Regions from separate parts of the Mus musculus genome. Here region 2 is linked to region 1. A link is a contact called in public Hi-C data. All regions are on one chromosome and are shown on one strand. Each heading gives the region's core, a stretch centred on a gene start, on an enhancer-like site or on the middle of the called end of the contact. The rest is flanking DNA. Distances are from core to core; before and after follow the strand shown.

Region 1 (5,075 bases), core at 1,256-3,755:
TCCTCCCCAAGTGCTTCTTGGTCATGATGTTTGTGCAGGAATAGAAACCCTGACTAAGACAAATTAGTACCAGCATAGTGGGGTATTCCTGTGACAACCTGACCATGTTTTGGGGAGGACTGTGGAAGGACTTTGGAACTTTGGGCTTGAAGATCCATTCACTGTTAAGAACTCTGTCAGATGTTGTGTAGGAGCTTGGAAGATAATGTTAAGAACAATGCAGAAGATGGAGGTCTGGCTTGTGAAATTTCAGAGGGAAAACTAAAGACTTTTCAGGGCCATTACTATTTTGATTGGGAAGATTCTGTGGTTCTGGTTAGCTGGGGCTGAAGAATCAGCTGTGATTAACAAGATACAAGAACTACTAAAGTGAAACTTTTACATTACTGGGACTATTGATGCTGGTTAGCTGGAGCTAAGAAGTTAGCAATGATTAAGAAGAGACCAGCATTATTGAGGTGATATCTTCTGGGAAGTGCTTTCTGAGAGCACAAAGAGGCTGTGTTCCAGAGATAGCCAAAGTTGTACCTCGTACAGCAGCAGGACTTGGTAATGTATAAGAGTCACCCAGGTGGTACTGGTTTTGAAGGCATGAAGAGGTCATACAGAGAATCTGAGGCTTGGCTCTGTGATAGGCCATGGAAGGCCATTGGGGAAGGTTCAGCCTCAGTTGCAATTGATGGCCCAGGACAGAAGGGGTCATGCAAAGGAGTTGAAGCTTGGCACAATGAAGAGAGCCTATGAGAAGCTGTTGGTGAAGCCTAGTTACAGAGGAAGACAGCAGTGTTTTGGAGATGCCAGTACCATGAGATGACCACCAAGAACAATAGCAGCAGTGGAGTATAGGCAGCTGGAGCCTAGAAGACAACATGTGTGCTACAAAGGGCAAGTCTAGAGAAGTGACCCAAGCCCTTGGAGGAGCCCAGAAGATTGTGAGTTGAATCCCAGACATTGGACAGTTGGAGTTTGATTTTGCTTTTCATTGTGACTGTGCCCTGATACTTTTCCCTCTTGAAGGAAGTATTTTAGTAGAAACCACAGTTAAGAGACTTTTATTTGTAAGGACTTTGGATTTTAAGAGAGTTGAAATTTGAAGAATTTGCAAAGACTGTGGGACTTTTAAAGTTATTTAGATCTTGGGGATAAATAAGAAACTAAGGGTTGAGGCTTACTAGTGATGTGTTTGTGTGTCAAGTTGACAAGGGTTCAATTGTACTGGCTAGTTTTGTGTGTCAACTTGACACAGCTGGAGTTATCATAAAGAAAGGAGCTTCAGTTGGGGAAATGCCTCCATGAGATCTAGCTGTAAGGCATTTTTTTCAATTAGTGTCCAAGGGGGAAGGTCCCCTTGTGGGTGGTGCCATCTCTGGGCTGGCATTCTTGGTTCTATAAGAGAGCAGGCTGAGCAAGCCAGTAAAGAACATCCCTCCATAGCCTCTGCATCAGTTCCTGACCTGTTTGAGTACCAGTCCTGACTTCCTTTGGTGATGAACAGCAATGTGGAAGAGTAAGCTGAATAAACCCTTTCTTCCCCATCTTGCTTCTTGGTCATGATGTTTGTGCAGGAATAGAAACCCTGACTAAGACAAACCCATTCTTGGGGCCCTGATCTTCTCTCTCTCTCTCTCTCTCTCTCTCTCTCTCTCTCTCTCCCTCCCTCCCTCCCTCCCTCCCTCCCTCCCTCCCTCCCCCAGGCCCAACCCAATGACCAAAGTGACCATCTTCTGCCTAGCAATTTCTGCCTGTTCCCAAAAGCCTAGAGAAACAATAACTGGCCAGTTGATGATGAAAGGCATGCCTGTGCTCCCCACCCCACCCCACCCCAATCTGCTAACTAATGAGCTACCATCATGCACCAATGAATTGCAGTTACTGGCTAGGTCAGACCCTAAAGGGGAATAGCAGGCCTACAGGAGAAAGTTCACAGAAACCAAGAGGGGGGGGGGGGGGGGTAATGACAGGCCATCGGGAACACAAACAGGAGCTATCGGTACTAAATCCAGGACATCTGGTTTCAGAGGGTACCCGAAACCAGTGTGAAGAGGGATGAAGAAGGAACTGGAAACCCTGTCCTGTGTCCTAAATGCTGGGCTGTGAAGTCATCATATCCAGGGACTTCTCACACATTTCCCTGTCCCCTCCACCATTCAGGAATGTTCTATCCCTAACACTAAGAGTTAGCCCTGAGCTCAGAGCCCTGCTCCAAGGCTCCTCCCAGCGACTCTGCACCTTGCCTTTCCTGCTGGAGCCTGCTCTGCCAGCACACGCCCACCCATGGCCTGGGGCTTTTGAGCAGAAGAGCTAATGTGCACAATCCTCCTCTCCAACCTCTCTTGAACTCCCTGACCCTTTTCTGCAAACCCTGGTGGACACCAAAGGCCAATTCTTTTCACCCTCGGGGGTTGGGGTTGGGGGTACACCCTCCCATCAGCGTCCTACCCCTTCCCACTTCTTCTGGAAGAGCAATGCATTATGTAACATTAACTGGGTTTTCTGAAGCTTGTCTGAACAACAGCCTGGGTACACTCAGATAGTGGAAGTGATCTCCCAGTAAAATAAATTCATGGGGCCACTTAACAGAGTAGCTGCAGGGGCCTGGCAGGGAGCCGGCACCTCCTGCTGCCAGGAGCAAGTTTCTCTTTAATCTCCCTTCTGTATCACTTTCTTTTCATTTCGGGTTGCTGCTCCCAGGGTTTCTGAAACAGGTGACTCCAGCCATGCTAATAAAGCGAGGTGTGATAGCATCTCCTATGACTTCAGATGTCAAGCTGAAGAGAAGAGGAGAAAACACTTCTAAATGACCACATCCTCTTAGTAACATTCCAGGGGAGAGACTGCTTATCTTGATTTTAATTTCTCAGGCTCCTTTCATCTCTCCCTCTAAAAACATAGCTCAGAGAAAGATCGCCCAGGAAGAACTTATCAGAAAGACACTGCTAGCATTTAGTGGTTCTCAACCCCGGAGCACAGGGAGATTAACGGGAAGGATTGCAGGGTGGGGGAGGGGTGACAATAGAGCCAAATGGGAGTACACACTAGACTTTGTTAGTGTAGCCACCGGTTATGAAGACGAGCTTGAATGAATTCGAATTTTTAAAGTAATATGGGTAAAGTTCGCCCTCAGGTTCACCTCAAGGTTCCCTCTGAAGCAGGGTAATCGTGTGAAATGTATGTGTGAAATGGACCAGGGCAGAGTGTTTAGCTAACCTATGAAATTCCATTGTTTCAGTCTCCTAAGAAGCATTGGTTAAATGTCTTTTCTCCATCATGAAGATACTTCATTTTACATAAAAGTCAGAGATCCAGAGCCCTCAGTGTTGGCCAGGGCTGAACAGTATGTATGGTTCAGGAATGGTCTCTGGCAGTTCCTACCCATCACTCCAGCATCTTTCCTAACCATGTTTCGCAACCAGAATCCCTGTTGGTTTTGATGACTGTGGAGTCTGGGACCGATTTTAGGCAAGGTATTTCCAGAAGACAGCGTGAACATAGGTGGACAAATAGAAGTTGGCCTCTGAATGGTCCATACTAGTAAAAAATTCAAAGTCCCAGCCATTCAGAACTAGATCCACACGCTGATCCAAGGCCAGTAGAGTTTTCAGTCACTAAAGGGAAAAGAAAAAGTCTTCTAGATCAAATGTCAAGAGTTCAAATACCTGAGTCTGAGGCTAGAAGGTAGACCAGGTCCGATGATGTCATCTTGTTAGCAGAGGTTCTAGCCTCCAGATGGAAATTCCCCACTATACAGGTCAGAGCCAGAGACAAAGCAGCTGACCCCTAAATGTAGAATGAGCCATGGTCAGTGGTGAGGAGAACATGGTATAGGTGGCAGGCACTTTCAAAGAAGCACCTTGAGATAAGAGAAGATTCCACGGGTTTTGAGCTAAGAAATATGCAGATGTGCATTTGATTAACTGGAATGAATGGGCGAAGAGGACCCAGGGCTTCTTGCAACATTAGGAGTCATGGTGAACCCAGTTGTTGCTCAACAGAGTTGTTTGTAGCTATGTCTCCCTTTCATACACAAAGCCATGGAGTACTGAATCCATCATCATGGGGGAGGGCCCACTTGACATCCCCACACCACTCTTGAACATGTGTGAAGATAACTCACAGCTCAGTGTGCAAGCTCTGAAATCCAGATGCTCAGCCCCTGCCCTAGGGGACTTGCACATCTGTAGAATGAAACATGTTGCTTTGAGAAATTGGCCAATCAAGAGAGTAGAACAGAAATGAGGGCCTTTTCCTCTCTCTGTCTCCTGTCTACCTATATAAGCCAGCATTGCCAACAGCAAGAACTGTTGTAAAATCAGTCTATTGACTAAACAGCTGTCAGGGCCCCTGTGTTAGATGCTTTCAGCTGTGCAAAGAGCCCCAAGAGCACTGAGAAGTAAATTGTGTCATGCTTGTTTTCCAAATCAGAAAATCAGGGTTCAGAGAAGTTAAGCTTACATCTTGTAAACGTCAGAGCCCATTCATGCTTTGAGTTCATTTCTGCTCAACTTTGAAATCATTTTTCCTATGACACTATGTCATAGGCCTTGTTTCTGGCTCTATGGTCCCTGCCCCATCTCTCTCCACTTTCATCATTACTCAGTTCTGCTCCGACCTCCAAGAGGAAGCGTCCTAGGAAGCACACACTTCTGTTTTATCTTCCGACAAGGAAACAAAGGTTGGCACCAAGACCTATCATTCAGGTCAGAGATGGCTTCTGGTCAGGGTACCAGAAATGGAGACAGGAATAGGAATAGTTAAGTTGCCCAAAGAAAACTGGACCTTTTCTTAGTTATTTTTCTATTGCTGTGATAAAACACCATCACTGGAGCTGGAGAGATGGCTCAATGGGTTAAAACACTTGCTGCTCATGCAGAGGACCCAAGTTCAATTCTCAGGATCTATATGGTGGCTTACAACCATCTGTAACTCCAGTTCCAAAAAAGCCAATGCCTTTTTCTGATCCAGTGGTTCTCAACCTTCCTAATGCTATGACACTGTAATATAGTTTCTCATGTTGTGATGACTACCAACCATAAAATTATTTTTGTTGCTACTTCATAACCGTAAGTTTGCTACTA
Region 2 (5,402 bases), core at 925-3,424, 83 kb after region 1:
GTATTCCTGGACAGACCTGAGCCCATGACGAGCTTCTCTGAGCTGCCAAATGTGGTGCTCACCCACAGTACTAGCTACTGAGAGGCTGAAGCAGGAGGATCGCTTGAGCTCAGAAACATGGGGCCAAACAAGGCAAAATAGCCATCTCAGAAAATAAATAAAGGGCTAGAGAGATGACTCTGCATTTAGGATCATTAGCTGCTCTTATAGAGGACCTATATTCATGTCTTCAAGCCCGCATGATAACCTAACAACCGTTTCTAACTCCAGCGCCCTCTTCTGGCCTCTGCAGGAACTGCACACATGTGATGCACAGACATATAGGAAACAAACAAAATATGTAAGGCTCATACACATAAGACTAAAATTTTTAAATTAATAAGCTCTCTTGGTTTTTTTTTCTGTTGGAATTTTCTATGACACTTGAGGGGGGACTCCTTGGGCCGCAGGGTTTGGGAGGTCTGTACTGTCCGTTGCTCTTGTGGTGGTGGTGGTGGTGGGGACTCCTTGGACAACAGGGTTTGGGAGGCCTGTATGTCCATTGCTCTTGATCCTAGCTCATGTGCCAGATGTCCCTGCTACTCTATGCCTATCTCAATCCCCGTCAGCAAACCAGCCTTCACTCCTTCTTCCACCAAGAAAAGGGAGGCCCAGGGGCTACCACATGCCTCTCCTGATCCAAGAAAAAAATAATGCATAAATATTCTACCATATACCAAAATATGAATACAAATTTTTAAATGATGCATAAAAGTAAAAAAGGGGAAACAATTTAAACTCCTCTCCCCCCCCCGCAAAAAGCGCTCTCTGAACCCCCACCCCTAATAAGGACTCTTAGGGCTCTGTCAATATCACTGGAGATCAGCCTGTGGCCAGTACCTTGCTTATTCTCATTTCCTAATCCAGCTTTATCCAGCAGTCACCAAATTGCTTAGAAACTATTCTAGCAATGCTCTGGTGCACCTCTGCTTGGATGCTCTAGGATCATCTACAAGGTCCCAGTTATACTATGAGGTCTACTCTCTGTGTCCCACATCTCTCTGAGTTGTCGTCATTAGGGGATTTTTCCCCCATCCAATATCAATTATCAGTCTCTGGGTCCCCTACCAAATGGGAGGGACTCCTAGGGGGATAGTTAAGCACCTCTTAACCCTGGAACCTAGCTACACATCTGGTTTAGCTACACACCTGGCTTATATTAGATACTTTATAAGTGTTTATTAAGTGAACTGTTAAACTCTGAGCACATATCCCACTAGTCAAACCCTTCCTGAGGAAACCAGAGAAAAGTGGAAGAAAGTAAAGGACATGATTGAAGGTGAACAGAAGGAAGGAAGGAAGGAGGGAGGGAAGGAAGGAAGGAAGGAAGGAAGGAAGGAAGGAAGGAAGGGAGCAAAGAAGGGAGAAAAGGGGGAGGGAAGGGTAGGAGGGAAGGAGGGAGGAGAGATAAAGGGAGGAAGGGAAAGAGGGGAGGGAAAGAGGAAGGAAAGAAGGTGGGAGAAAGGGAGAAGGGAAAGAGGAAGGAAAATGGAGGAAGAAAGGGAGGGAGGGAAAAAGAAGGGAGGGTTATAAGCTCTCCCTTATAAAAGAAGGAAGGGGGAGGAAAAGAGGAAGGAAAGAAGGAAGGGAGAAGGGTGGAAGAAAGGAGGAAGGGAGGGAAGGAAGAGGGGAAAGAGGAAGGACAGAAGCAGAGGAGGGAGAAGAAAGATCAGGGAAGGATGCCCACAGAGCCAGCCCCTGGGGTTCTGCTTCAGCTGATGGGACACACCCCTTCCAGTGCTACCCCATGCCTCCTGGGGTATCTCGGAGAACAGCCAGAGTTCTCCCATGTCATTTCCCAGGTGGGGTCTAGGACAGAGGCACTTGAGACCCATCCTCGCTCGGATTCAAATATCCGAACTGGTCAAGGCCCTCAGGCATCACCAGAGAACTCTGAGGGCTGAGATCCACTGCACAGTCAGTGAGCTCGCAGCAGCTCACCGACAGCTGTGCACTGTTTAGTTTAGTGATTTTATTTTGAAGACAGGGTCTCTTGTTGTTCTTATGGAAAGGAGAGGAGAGGCCAGTGGGGTGGGGGAAGGGGTTGTGAGTGATGACAGTATCCTGGGGGGATAGTGAACATCAGGGGGAAATTACCTTCCTGATGACTCAGAAACAGGAAATGGTGACCCAGAGGCGACACACGAAGGGCAGGCGTGCACATATGCGATGACATCACTTCCCTTTTGTGAGGCATGGAAGTAGAAGAGGGGGGAAAGGCAGCAATCAGAGAGAGGGGCGGAGGAGGGGGTCTTCTGCGTGTCATTGCTCGCATCTCCATCTCACCAGCCCCCATTCCTGCCTTGAAGGAGGGATTTTGCCTATGATACATGACCCATTTCCTCTCTAACCCTCTCAGATTCTGGCTAAAAATACAAGCAGGGTTTGGGGTGAGGGTCCCCAGATGCTCACTCCCTCAGAGCCTAGCACACCAGTGATGGCAATCTGAGCCATCAGCACAAGGAACCTGGCTCCTAAACCCCCTCGAACTGCCTTCCTGCTCCTGGAGCACAGGTGCAGCCCCCCACTGTCTCTTTGGCATCACTAGCAAGGGGTATCACCACTAGGTGGTACCCCTAGCAGCCAGCAGCCTTACACAGAGCAACGGTGTAGAGACTCAAAGGTATGCATCTAAGCATCCAGAACGTCGCCAAGCTCGAGGACAGCAGAGGATCCACTCCAGAGCAAGGTGTACCGTACCTATGCGGTTAGATGAACAACCAGGGGCCAAAAGGCCCTTCTCAATCTTACCACAAAGCGGTGACCAGACTACCATGTGGGCCTGTTCTACCAGGCACTGGGACAACCCAACCCTTCAGTCTTCCACCGCAACAAGGACTTTCTTCATCCACAAGACTTCAACTCTGCATCGAATCCTCTCTGTTTGTACAGCCTTGTCCTCCACCCCTAGGATCCAGCAGGTGTGCGAGTCCCAGCAGAGAACATATGGGGAAGAAATTGTGTGAATCTAACTCAGCATCCCACACACAGCAGCTCGCTCATGGTCTGCTCTCTCCTCGGGAGTCCAGGGTGACACGCACAGCTCAGCTGTAGTGTCTATGACAATGTACAGACCAAGGACAGAGTGTCACAGACACCAGCACAGTCTGCAGAGCCTGACCTGGGCTTTGCCTCCATTTATCTTTGCTGTCTCAGATCTTCTCTAGAAGAGAATAAAACCGAAGCGCCACCCTGCTAAGCCAGTCACTGATGACAGCCACTTGCTTTTTGTGCCACTCAGAACAAGACAGGCATGATGCCCTGAACCCAGTCAGCGGCTTCTTGCTATCCTGGGGCTTCTTCCCAGCAAATCTAACACTCACACTTGAAACAATGCCTATGAGTGAGTGTTCAGAAAGTCACCGAGGAGGGGATGGGGAAGAAAGACATATAACCAGAGTTTTGTCTTTGGAAAGAACTAATGGAACCAAGTGAGTGTGGGAATGCTGTGGCCCTGGGCATCGCGTGGTCCACCTGAATCATATGGTGCTCCCTATACCATCATGCTGTCCTCACCTCTGAAACACCCAACCCTTGGCCTGGTGGTCGAAACATTTCTTACCCAGGCAGAACTATCTACCCAGAACATGTTTGGGGTGGAAGCTGGGGTGGATGCCATGTTCAAGGTGGGTCACTGCAGTGAGGCAGACTCCATAGTCAATTGCAAGAAAGAACAGAATACTTGTTGGTCTAAAGAGAGGTGTTTCTTGGCTGTTACCAAATACTGTCCTAACATTAACTCCTGAGACTAATATCACCATAGAAACTGAGGTTCAGAGAAATGGTAGCATCCTGGACCTCAGCATAAGTCTCTGGCAGGGGCAGGTCTCCCTCCAGCTCTCCCTGATGTCTCTGACCTGCAGGAACAGGGCGTACACAGGTGCTGCAAACCACCCATCTCAATGGAATCTGACCAGCTAGGATGGAGCTCAGGGATAGGGCTCTTTTTGAGAATGTACAAGGCCCAGAGCCTCAAAAGAGAAAGAAAATATCTCTCTCCAGTGTTTCCCATAATTAGATCAGAACCTGAAACACTGGGTACTCGTTCTTTTTTTTAAATATTGATTGATTGATTGATTGATTGATTGATTGATTGAATGAATGTATAATAATACACTGTTTCTCTCTTCAGACACACCAGAAAAAGGCATCAGTGCTCTTAACCACTGAGCCACCTCTCCAGGCCCTGCAGTTTAATGACTATTTAGTCCCACTTAGTACTGCATATAACTCTTACCTTTGAGAAGTTTTTAATTACTTGCACTAAGCAGCCATCTACAAAAGGCAAAGTGTAACAGGAGGCACTCAAGAATGTCAAGAAGGGGGAAAGTCAAGGTTAGTTGTATTTTTCTAGATCAGGGAGGGGGAGTCACTATTTCCAGGCTGGAGGAATAGGGACCTGGGTACAGGAGGGCTGTGACTGTACAAATCCAGCCTAGAACATGGTGAGCCAAGCAATGGCCAGCTGTTGAACATGCAGATACAATGGTGGCTCACAATGCCACATCAGCTATCTATTGCTGTGTAACAAATCTCCCAAGACATCGACAAAACTGGCAATCTCCCATTTGTCCACAGTTACCCAGTGCATTCCAGACTTGAAACGCTGAGTTATTTCCATCACACCATTAACCCTTGGTGTCCCTAACACTGGAAGCCCCCAGATGACCGAATTCATAGCCAGGCACCCCAGCCAGGATGGCTACAACTAATTCAAAGTTAGATGTCTGTGTCTAGTTCCTTCCCTCCTTGCCTTCCACAGACCTTGGCTTTCTCTGTGCTTAGAGCTAAGAGCCTCAAGGAAGATGGCACCAAGTGTCTTATATTTCACAGAGCTAGAGATGCAACCCGGGGTTTCACACAGTCTGCAGAAACTGTCTATCACTAAGCCTCTAGCCCCAGCTGTTCTCACATGATATCTCAAGACACCAAGAAAGCAAAAGTAAACATTATAGGGCTCTCTGGCCAGGGCCCACCATGTCTGCCATGTCTTCTCAATCACAACAAACCCTAAGGTCAACCCAAATCCAATGAGATGTGGTTCCTGGGAGCAGCATCTCCTGGGTGGCTGCCACAGTATCAAGGAGTAAGCCATTAGTTAACTTGTATCCAAGATACTTGCAGTAACCTAGTTATATGGGGAGGTATTTAAAAAGAAACCATCCCAGAATGTGGGACTGGGGCAAGAGCGGGAATGACTGAGTTCTAAGCTAAGAAATTTGGGTAATCAAGAGTATTCATTTGGATGCAAAACACCCCTGCAAGAGGTAGTGTTCTAGGTCTGCACCATCCAATATCTTGGTAGAAGTTGAGCATGAGTAAGACCCCTGACAGCACCAGGATGGGCCACTGGTGATGTGAGC

The links. Hi-C and Micro-C count contacts between places; a contact is called where the count stands out from the background.
Region 2: a contact with region 1 is called in a Hi-C map of DN3 thymocytes, with 2.0 times the contacts expected there. The contact joins two enhancer-like sites. A contact is called at or near these places in 13 of 484 Hi-C or Micro-C datasets (the C2C12 cell line, DN3 thymocytes, Th1 cells and 8 more) and 3 of 115 datasets of contacts at active chromatin or transcription factors (CD8 T cells, T-cell acute lymphoblastic leukemia and forebrain).

The regions. Positions count from the first base shown.
Region 1 is chr14:69,050,601-69,055,675 of GRCm38.p6, forward strand. No RefSeq gene overlaps it. Among named protein-coding and RNA genes, the nearest start is that of Gm41192, 23 kb to the left of the region's middle. Within about 2 kb of position 2,506, at least 21 of the 459 cell types and tissues checked have an H3K27ac peak or open chromatin away from gene starts, as enhancers often do. A contact at or near this core is called in DN3 thymocytes, where this site is marked.
Region 2 is chr14:69,133,892-69,139,293 of GRCm38.p6, forward strand. No RefSeq gene overlaps it. Among named protein-coding and RNA genes, the nearest start is that of Nkx2-6, 35 kb to the right of the region's middle. Within about 2 kb of position 2,175, at least 43 of the 459 cell types and tissues checked have an H3K27ac peak or open chromatin away from gene starts, as enhancers often do. A contact at or near this core is called in DN3 thymocytes, where this site is marked.